Linked DNA regions of Sus scrofa: region 2 is linked to region 1. The links are chromatin contacts, called in public HiChIP or PLAC-seq maps. All regions are on one chromosome and are shown on one strand. The core of a region is the stretch at or near the end of the contact, and the rest is flanking DNA. Distances in the headings are between cores, read along the strand shown.

Evidence for each region. HiChIP or PLAC-seq counts read pairs in DNA pulled down with a chosen protein or histone mark.
Region 2: a contact with region 1 is called in an H3K27ac HiChIP or PLAC-seq map of alveolar macrophages. The contact joins two enhancer-like sites. A contact is called at or near these places in 1 of 47 Hi-C or Micro-C datasets (embryonic fibroblasts) and 1 of 2 datasets of contacts at active chromatin or transcription factors (alveolar macrophages).

Annotation. Positions count from the first base shown.
Region 1 is chr4:55,581,992-55,586,858 of Sscrofa11.1, reverse strand. The region is part of intron 3 of PAG1 (phosphoprotein associated with glycosphingolipid-enriched microdomains 1); the gene reads right to left. Among named protein-coding and RNA genes, the nearest start is that of PAG1, 130 kb to the right of the region's middle. Within about 2 kb of position 1,443, at least 4 of the 83 cell types and tissues checked have an H3K27ac peak or open chromatin away from gene starts, as enhancers often do. A contact at or near this core is called in alveolar macrophages, where this site is marked.
Region 2 is chr4:55,084,255-55,088,991 of Sscrofa11.1, reverse strand. No RefSeq gene overlaps it. Among named protein-coding and RNA genes, the nearest start is that of FABP4, 9.8 kb to the left of the region's middle. Within about 2 kb of position 2,396, at least 9 of the 83 cell types and tissues checked have an H3K27ac peak or open chromatin away from gene starts, as enhancers often do. A contact at or near this core is called in alveolar macrophages, where this site is marked.

The sequences.
Region 1 (4,867 bases), core at 194-2,693:
TACACCACAGCCACAGCAACTCGGGATCCAAGCCACGCCTGTGATTTAGACCACAGCTCACGGCAACGCGGGGTCCTTAATCCACTTAGCGAGGCCAGGGATTGAACCAGCATCCTCATGGATACTAGTCGGATTTGTTTCTGCTGCGCCACAACAAGAACTCCCATTTTCTGCTAATTCTTTTAGCAAGTAAAATATCTTCTGAGCATCCAGATTCAACTCATACTAGCAGAAATATATGAACAATTTGGGATGATTGCTCATGAGTTTTCTTGGGGATATTTAAGCCTATTTCTCTCAATCCTGTTTCTATCTGTCTCAATTAAATTGCATTCAATTACAGAATAGGAGTTCCCGTCGTGGCGCAGTGGTTAACAATCCGAGTAGGAACCATGAGGTTTCGGGTTCGGTCCCTGGCCTTGCTCAGTGGGTAAAGGATCCGGCGTTGCTATGAGCTGTGGTGTGGGGTGCAGATGAGGCTTGGATCCCGAGTTGCTGTGGTTCTGGCGTAGGCTAGTGGCTATGGCTCCGATTGGACCCCTAGCCTGGGAATCTCCATATGCCGCTGGAGAGGCCCAAGAAATGGCAAAAAAAAAGACAAAAAATTACAGAACAGCATGTCTTCAAAGATAAAAAAAACTATCTCACTGTCAGACCACATGTGTAAATATTCTGAGTTACTGAACAGAGGGCAAAGGAGGACCATTCACTGTACCTCAGCTAACATTTATTAGGGCACCTGAATGCCCCAGATGTATTGCAAAGGATATAAGATTAACGAAATAGCAGACTTAATTTAATAGTTGTACGTCAAATATCTTTGTTTCAGAATAGGATTCACCATTGGCTGCATGATGTACAGTCATGACCAGAGGCTATAATTTAATGATGATATTACTCTACAAGAGGCAGTGGCATTTCCCACTCCCCTGACCCTCTCAATTTTATATCATTTCAGGCCACTGTAGGAGCTTGTCATTTGACATTGAGAAAGGCTGGTGCCTGAATTTACAGGACTTCTGTTGGGATTCTTTTTTTGTTTGTTTGTTTTGTTTTTTAGGGCTGCATGTGTGGCAAATGGAAGTTCCCAGGCTAGGAGTCGAATTGGAGCTGCACCTGCCAGACTACGTCACAGCCAGAGCAAGGATGGATTCTTAACTCACTAAGCCAGGCCAGGGATTGAACCCGCATCCTCATGGATACTAGCTATGTTTGTTACCACTAAGCCACAATGGGAACTCCTGGGGATTTTTTTAGAAGCTGGGATGAATAACTATTTTGGACTGAAAGCTCTATGATTGCTCATAATTTTATGTCCATTCATTTCATGGTTTTAATCAACAGATGATCTTGAGAAAAACCAAGGGCCTTCTACTTCAAAAGCAGGTGCCACTTTTAACCACAAGAGGGCAGTAAAACTCTAGTCTCAGCCCTAATGGGCAGCCTCCTGGACAGACCTGTTACAGCTGTTTGTGCCTATGCTGAGCATTTTCATTGTCTTCATAAGCCTGGACTTCCAGGCACCCCCAATCAATTCCAACAAGAAGGGAAACAAAAACCAGATGAAATTAATGAAAGTTGTAGCCCAAATCCCAACTATGCATTTCTTTAGCCAAACACATTTATTGGGTAAGTGCTCGGATTACTGCAAATTGTGTAAACAGTAATTTGGTAGTGTTGGGATGGGATGGCAGGTGAAATTCGCTACAGAAGTGGACCATCAGGAGTTCCCGTCGTGGCGCAGTGGTTAACGAATCCGACTAGGAACCATGAGGTTTCGGGTTCGATCTCTGGCCTCGCTCAGTGGGTTAAGGATCCAGCATTGCTGTGAGCTGTGGTGTAGGTTGCAGATGCGGCTCAGATCCCGCGTTGCTGTGTTGCTGTGGCTGTGGCTGTGGCCGGCGGCTACAGCTCTGATTTGACCCCTATCCTGGGAACCTCCATGTGCCGTGGGAGTGGCCCAAGAAATGGCAAAAAGACCAAAAAAAAAGAAGTGGACACTCAGTTTCTCTGAAGCTGCTGAGCTCAGTAATGATAGTCATTTCCATTTTACAGCTGTCCTAGTTGACACATAATTAAGCACGATGGAAACTACCTCCTACCTGGCTCCTCACGATGGCCAAAATAAGGAGGTCCTTGAGCCCCATGAGAACGCCTCCTTCCTGGTCATCACAGGCGTGGGAACCATGCAGTAAAAGGACACTTTACGAGCAACACATTAACCAAACGCATTTAACGAGGGCTGAGGAGCCAACATCTGCTGGGCTTCTGACCTGCAAAGCACGTGGCTTACACAGGCTACATGAACCTCTCCACAGCATTCTCCGGTCTCCCTAAAGAGTCTGAAACGGAAGTATTTAAAGCCCAAGGTTCTCTGCCAAACCAGTCATTACTAAGATTTTCCTATTTCCCTCTTTTCCTGAATCGGGGGAAACACACTCAGAGGGCACAAGGTGGTACAGGACTCCCAGGTGAATTTTCTTCTTTAGAGTTTTTTTTTTTTTTTTTTTTTTTTTTTTTTTGGCTTTTCTAGGGCCACTTCCTGCGGCATATGGAGGTTCCCAGGCTAGGGGTCTAATCACAGCTGTAGCCACTGGCTACAGCCACAGCAACGCCAGATCTCAGGCACATCTGCAACCTATACCACAGCTCACAGCAACACCGGATCCTTAACCCACTGAGCGAGGCCAGGGATTGAACCCGCAATCTCATGGTTCCTAGGTGGATTCGTTAACCACTGCACCACGACGGGAACTCCTAGAGTTTACACAAACATTTTATAACATCACCTGGGAGCAAGATCTTGACAGTTCTTCCTGCGACACCTTGAAGCTTGAGAGATAGGAACCTGGAAAGGCTTGACATCATCATACTGACCCTGCCATCAATGCTGGCTGCTGCTGCACAAAAATCCAGGCATTCATCCTAAGAGCAGCTTATAAATCCTTCAAGCCATCTGTCACCATAACCCGATTTCTTCTCATACATGGCAAACCCATTGATCCATACAGGAAAGAGGAAATCTGACCCTTTGGGAGTGTGTGTGACTGTCACTTGTCTTAAAAAATACATTAAACTTACATGACAGAATATAGGTAATTGCTTATCAAAGCTCTGCCACCATCTTGTTTTTGCCTTCAGAAAGACAACCTTGGGGGTTAAAGACTGCCTTCTAAGGTTGCTTTTCCTCACATCCTGACCTGAAGACCAATTCCCGAGGTTCATTTTTTGTTTTCAATGGTAAATCTCATGAAAGAACAGGAGTGGGGAGGGGAGTGGGGCAGGAGCGAGAGAGAATGATTCTCACAGATTGAGTGAGGAGCCCAGGTAAAGGGTCTTCAATGGGCATAAGTAAGTCCAAATGGACCGCTTCACAAAGTGTGGTTTGGGCTACAGGCTCTATTCTTCCTGCCTTGCAGGTCTGCTCACCTCATCTCAATGAAAAGTTCTTTGAGGGCAGGGATAGACCCATCTCACCTCTCACCATATTCTCAGAATCACCATGATCAAGAGAGGGTCCAGTCAAGAAATTTTTACTGAACACGTTTCTGCAAAAGGAAGATGAGGAGACTCCCAAGCTGAATGAACCATTTATAACGTATGGGAGAGAAGGAAATTAAAGACATGAAGCTATCAAGCAAACAAAAAACAAGCCAATGGCATTATTTTGTTCTTTTTTATGGCTGAGTGGTATTCCATTGTTTATATGTACCACAACTGCTCAATCCATTCATCTGTTGATGGACATTTAGATTGTTTTCATGTCTTTCTTGGCTATTATGAACAGTGTTGCAACAAACATAGGGGTGCATGTGTCTTTTTCAATGAAAGTTTTAGAGACTCTCATACTAAGTGAAGTCAGAAAGGGAAAGACAAATACCATATGATACCACATATACATAGAATCTAATACATGGCACAAATGAACCTATCTGTTCTACAGAGACAGAAACAAACTCATGGACATGGAGAAGAGACTTGTGGTTGCCAAGGGGGCGGGGGAAGGAGTGGGATAGACTGGGAGTCTGGGGTTAGTAGACGCAAACTATTGCATTTGGGTGGATAAGCGATGAGATCCTGCTGTACAGCACAGGGAACTATATCCAATCACTTGTGATGGAACATGATGGGGGATAATGCAAGAAAAAGAAAAAATATATACATATACATATATATGTGTGTGTGTAACAGGGTCACTTTGCTGTACAGCAGATATTGACAGAATGTTATAAATCACCTATTAAAAAAAAAAAAAAAAAAACAAGCCGGAGTTCCCGTTGTGGCTCAGTGGTTAACGAATCCAAATAGGAACCATGAGGTTGTGGGTTTGATCTCTGGCCTCGCTCAGTGGGTTAGGATCTGGCATTGCTGTGAGCTGTGGTGTAGGTTGCAGACGCAGCTCAGATCCTGCATTGCTGTGGCTCTGGTGTAGGCCTGTGGCTACAGCTCCAATTCGATCCCTAGCCTGGGAACCTCCATATGCTGCAGGAGTGGCCCAAGAAATGGGAAAAAGACAAAAAAAAAAAAAAAAAAAAAAAAAAAGCCCAGCTCTGGAAGGAACATGGCCCCCTGCCTTCCTTGTTCCATCACCTGCTATCACCCAAGCAAATGAATGTCTCTTCTCACCACTGGAACTGCCTGCTGTATGGGAATCCTCACCACTCTTAGCAGGTCCGGCCCCAGCAACCTCACTGTGTCCCCAAGCTGGGTGCTTCTCGGCCCCTTCTCAGCACTGATGTGTCATGCCTTCCTTCTCTCCCGGGAACTTCAATCATACCTCTCTCCTCCCTCCCTTGCAACAGGCTGGGACTTACATTCTCAAAGAAAAGAGGAGCCTGGACTATTCTTATTTTTGGCCATGCATGCG
Region 2 (4,737 bases), core at 1,147-3,646, 500 kb after region 1:
AATGTGGGAATGGGGGATGTAATCCCTAATCCTCAGTGCTGATGGGGATGGGACCGGCACTCTTTGGTTTGGGCCAACTGTCTTGCACTTTGCTCTACAATGGACAGCTTCCATGGAATGCATCCCTCTGACCTTTGCCTGTGTTTATTTCTTTTGGAGGAAATGAGGGTATTTTCTCTGAAAATTTTTAAGTTCAAGAGGAAACATACCCAATCACTGGATAATAAAGAGTAGGGACAAAGCCCTGATGAGAGGGAGTGTTTTCACAGCATGTGGGTGGTAGGGTAAGAAAGAGGTCATGCCAAGGCTCTTTTTTTTATTGAAACAAAGTTTCTATATGAATGCATATCATTACCAACATTTTGGGGTTTGTCAAGAGTTCTAAGATGAAATTCTGACAGGAAATTTAGGCAAGCATCACTTGATTCTCTCCCCCTACAAACTGCTGGGAATATCTCAGATGAAATTTGTTTTATATTTCCTAGGTCTTACATTATTTTACATAGAGGCAACATAAAGGTACCCCTATATTAGTTTGTATACCATTCATTGAACACATGTTCATAGTGATCGATCATCCAGTCTGACTTCAAAATGGTGGTTTTGGAAAGAGTGAGTAAGCCAGTAGGCTATGGGTCAGTTAAAAAAGTAGTGGTTAATTACAGGCTTGTGTTGTGGCTTCAAGCATGTTGCATAACTTCCTCACTTGCCCTCTTACTCATAAAAGGCATTCTTCATCCATAGTCTGGTAGGCGTTAAGTAGGAACCAACTAAAGAGCTAGCAAAGCACTTTCTGAATGTAGAGTGTGCCCTACTTTGTCTTTATTTGATAAAGCAAGCATCATGATGAAGAACTGACTCTAGGCAAAAATGAAAATATTAACTAGGAAAACCAGAAAGGAATGTACAAATGAATCAGAAGACGTCACCAAGAAAATGTTCAGGAGGACAGACAGAAACACACGTACACACACCCAAGTTTGTTCTCTTCTGGCTGTGAGCTCTTTGGGGGTAGGGATTATAGTTTATTCACCCTTAAATACTCAGGCTTGGCACCCTGTGTAACAGCGGTTTTAGAGCTCATTGTTGAATTAGGAGGAAATCGATTAGATTGATTTAGATCATATTAAGATATAAATGACAGATAATATCATAATATTACTAGAAGTATTTACATCTTTTAAAAAGATTCTGATTAACCCCTCAAAATTGTTTGTGACAGAATCAAGGGGAAATTTTTAGGGTTGGGGTATACCATAGAGCAGAAGAACCAGTCTGGACCCTTGAAGCTGTAGTAATTATGTCAACTGCTACTTATGCTTATAAGAATGCTTTTCAATTCACAAAGAATGACCACCACACTCTGTCTCTTCTAAACTTCTGTTCATATTCTCACTTTTGCCAGTCTCAGCCCAGCTAGATTCTATATGCTTTTTAAATTGTCCACATATTGAGTTTTAAATTAAATAAACAGAGTTACAGGCAGATAGTCAGCTATGTATTCATTGCATGTCTAATAAGTACCAGTCTTTGTGACTGATGCTCTGGCACAAGAATGAGTAAAATGAGCAGGGAAGGCATATGAGAATTTTGAGCTTCTTGAAAAGGAAGGATGTGTATCCAGAGTGATTCTGGCCAGCAGTTGGCATAGTTTTGGGTGCATAATAGGAAACATTATTTTGGAAATAATGTTTGAGAGAGAAGTAAAAAGAAGCCAGGGAGGAGGAATACAAAAGGGAGAAAAGAATAAAAAGAAGGAGAAGAGGGGTAGAGAAAGAGATTGATTGCATGCTTAGGATGAATACGTGCACAGCCTGTGGTTGTAGACAAATGAGAAGGATGTGCTGGAATGAAAAGATTAGATGGTAGCAGTTGCCACAATAGGCACTAACTGTGAGACTTGGTGCTGATACAGACTCAAAACGATTTTGTTCTGCTCATCCAAGTACGATTTTGGTTACAAGGAAACGCTAAGTATGCTTTCTGGGAGGCACTTTTGCTGTGGGACTTCCCTCCAGTGAACTCTGATCGAGTAAGAAAGCACAAATGTCAAGCATCTGTGAACTTTATTTGCCATCTGGGTGTTAACTTCCCTCTCTCACTGGGTGAAATGTACATTCCTGCACTTATTCAGGCGTTTGCCAAGATTCTCCAAATCTAGATATGATTACCCTTGCTACAAGATTCTTGATAATGATTTTTATGCTATAAAAGACACTATCATTCTTTAAAATGTCTTCACTTTGTCAAAAATTTTATTCAGTGAACACTAAGATACTTGTGACATTTTTGTGGTTGCCTTAATAATTGTGTTTGATAAAAGAAAGATCCATGAGCTCTGGAGTTAAGACATGTTGAAATCCTGTTTCCACTATTCACTAGCTTGTGACCTTTGGCCAGCCAGTTAATTTCTATGACACTCAGCTTTCTCATCTGTAAAATTGGGAAGCTATGTTTGATGATATTGTTTAAATTAGTGCTCTTAAATGTCAGATATTTTCTATGTTGCTTAGCATAACATACTTGCACATGTTGCCTAGCATACACCTAACTTGACAGGTGGCAGCTAGTACTTATAGTAGTAATAATAATAATAATAAAGAAATTCATGAAATTCAAAAGGAGTTTTCTTGATATCCATGATTCAGAACAAGAAATTTCTTTTTTCTCAAGAACATGGTACCATTAACATGATACTGTGTCAACGCTCCCTTCCTTTTGTTGGGATAAATTTTCCTCCCCAAATGGAAATATTTAATGTTTGTTTAAAAATTAATAAGTGCTTGATTATTAAAAATTCAAACATTATAGATATAGAGGAGAAAGAAATTATTCCATTCTCCAGATCACCACATTTACTGATTCAGTGAATATTCTTTCAGTCTAGACACATGCAAACACATGGAATGTGAATATGAATTTTTACTAAAGAAATTGGATATGGAATTCCCGTCGTGGCTCAGTGGTTAACGAATGCGACTAAGAACCATGAGTTTGCGGGTTCTATCCCTGGCCTCGCTCAGTGGGTCAAGGATCCAGCATTGCCATGAGCTGTGGTGTAGGTTACAGACAAGGCTCAGATCCCGTGTTGCTGTGGCTCTGGTGAAGGCTGGCAGCTACAGCTCCGATTAGATCCACAGCCTATGGGAGCAGCTCAAGAAATGGCAAAAAGACAAAAAAAAAAAAAAAGAAATTGGATAATATGCCAAGACTTTGAACACACATGCTCTTCCATAACTTTAGTCTTCACTTAGTAATATACCACAGTCATCTCTTCATGTCAATGAATATAAAGACATCTCATTTTTAAATATTGCTTCCAAGTATTCCATTTAAATATGTGCCATATTTTAACCAATACTTCCACTTTTTGTTGTTAAAAAAATTTAGTGAACAAACTGGTATATATGTATCTTTGTCTACTTACATTAATATTCCTGTAGAGTAAATGCCTACAGGTAGAGTTGAAGGACCATCGAGTATGAGCATTTTAAATGTTGATTCATATTATTGAATTGCCTCCCCCCAAAGAAGTTATGCCCTTTAAACTCCTACCAAGAATAAATGATATTATCTCTTTCTTCCCAGTGGAACTGGCTTAAAATAGGGCTTGAAATTAATGGGATTTATCATTTGGAATAGTCATGATGGGCCCAAGGTGAGTAGACAGCAGAACTCAAACTTGAGTATGAGACTAACTAACCATGATCATCAAGGGCCTGGCTTAGAAAAGGCAAACAAATTAGATGAAAAAATGAACAACATTATGGACAAACAGTGTGTATGCTCTTCTGCTTAAAAAAAAAGAAAAAGTGTAAGACATTGAAGCAACATCCCTTCAGAAGGCTTAAAGGAGATGGTTGGACCTTTTCCAGTTTGAGAGAGGTGGAGCACTCATCCTTTAAATGTATATTTTCACCTGTTTTCAGAATAATGAGGCAGGAAAATCACAGTGACTATGTTTTAGTCAGAACTATTCTTTCAAAACCAATCAGGACCTCACAAAATATAGTTTTTCCCTTTGTGATATCTGGGTGGTTGAGAATTTGCTCTTATAGTTCCCAATGAAGGTAATTTTCTTTATTAGTATGTTCAGAAAGCATGTTTGAAATATTCTATTATTCTGGGATTTTAAAAAAACTGATTTTGAGAGTTCCTGCTGTGGCACAGTGGGTTAAGAATTCAACTGCAGCCGCTCACATTGCTGCAGAAGTGCAAGTTGAACCCTGTCCCCAGCACAGTAAGTTAAAGGATCTGGAATTGCTGCAGCTGCAGCTTGGATTCAATCCCTGGCCTGAGAACTTCATATGTCAGGAATGAGGCCATAAAAAAAATTGTGATTATAATTCTCTTGGAATGCTTATTCCCTTTAATATATAGATATTAGAGATTGCCTTACACAGATTAAAGACTGTGTTGCATGAGTGGATTTATCAGTCAGAGAAATAGACTAGGAATCCCAATCAAATTAAGTGCAAATCTGCAACAAATACATGACGATAATCAAAAGTGCATTTAGAAATGCTATAAAATTTGGTTGTGATGATCATTGTACAACTATAAAAGTAATTGAGTAATAAAAAATGCTATATTAAAAAAGTGCATTTAAACAGTGTTGGAGTTCCTTTAACATAGAAACAGAGAGAAAACTCTAGTGTAAAATTTGATTTAAAATTTAGGAAAGTGCAGATCGTGTTTCCTAACATTTTGAACTCCATGCCTAAGGATGCACCTTCG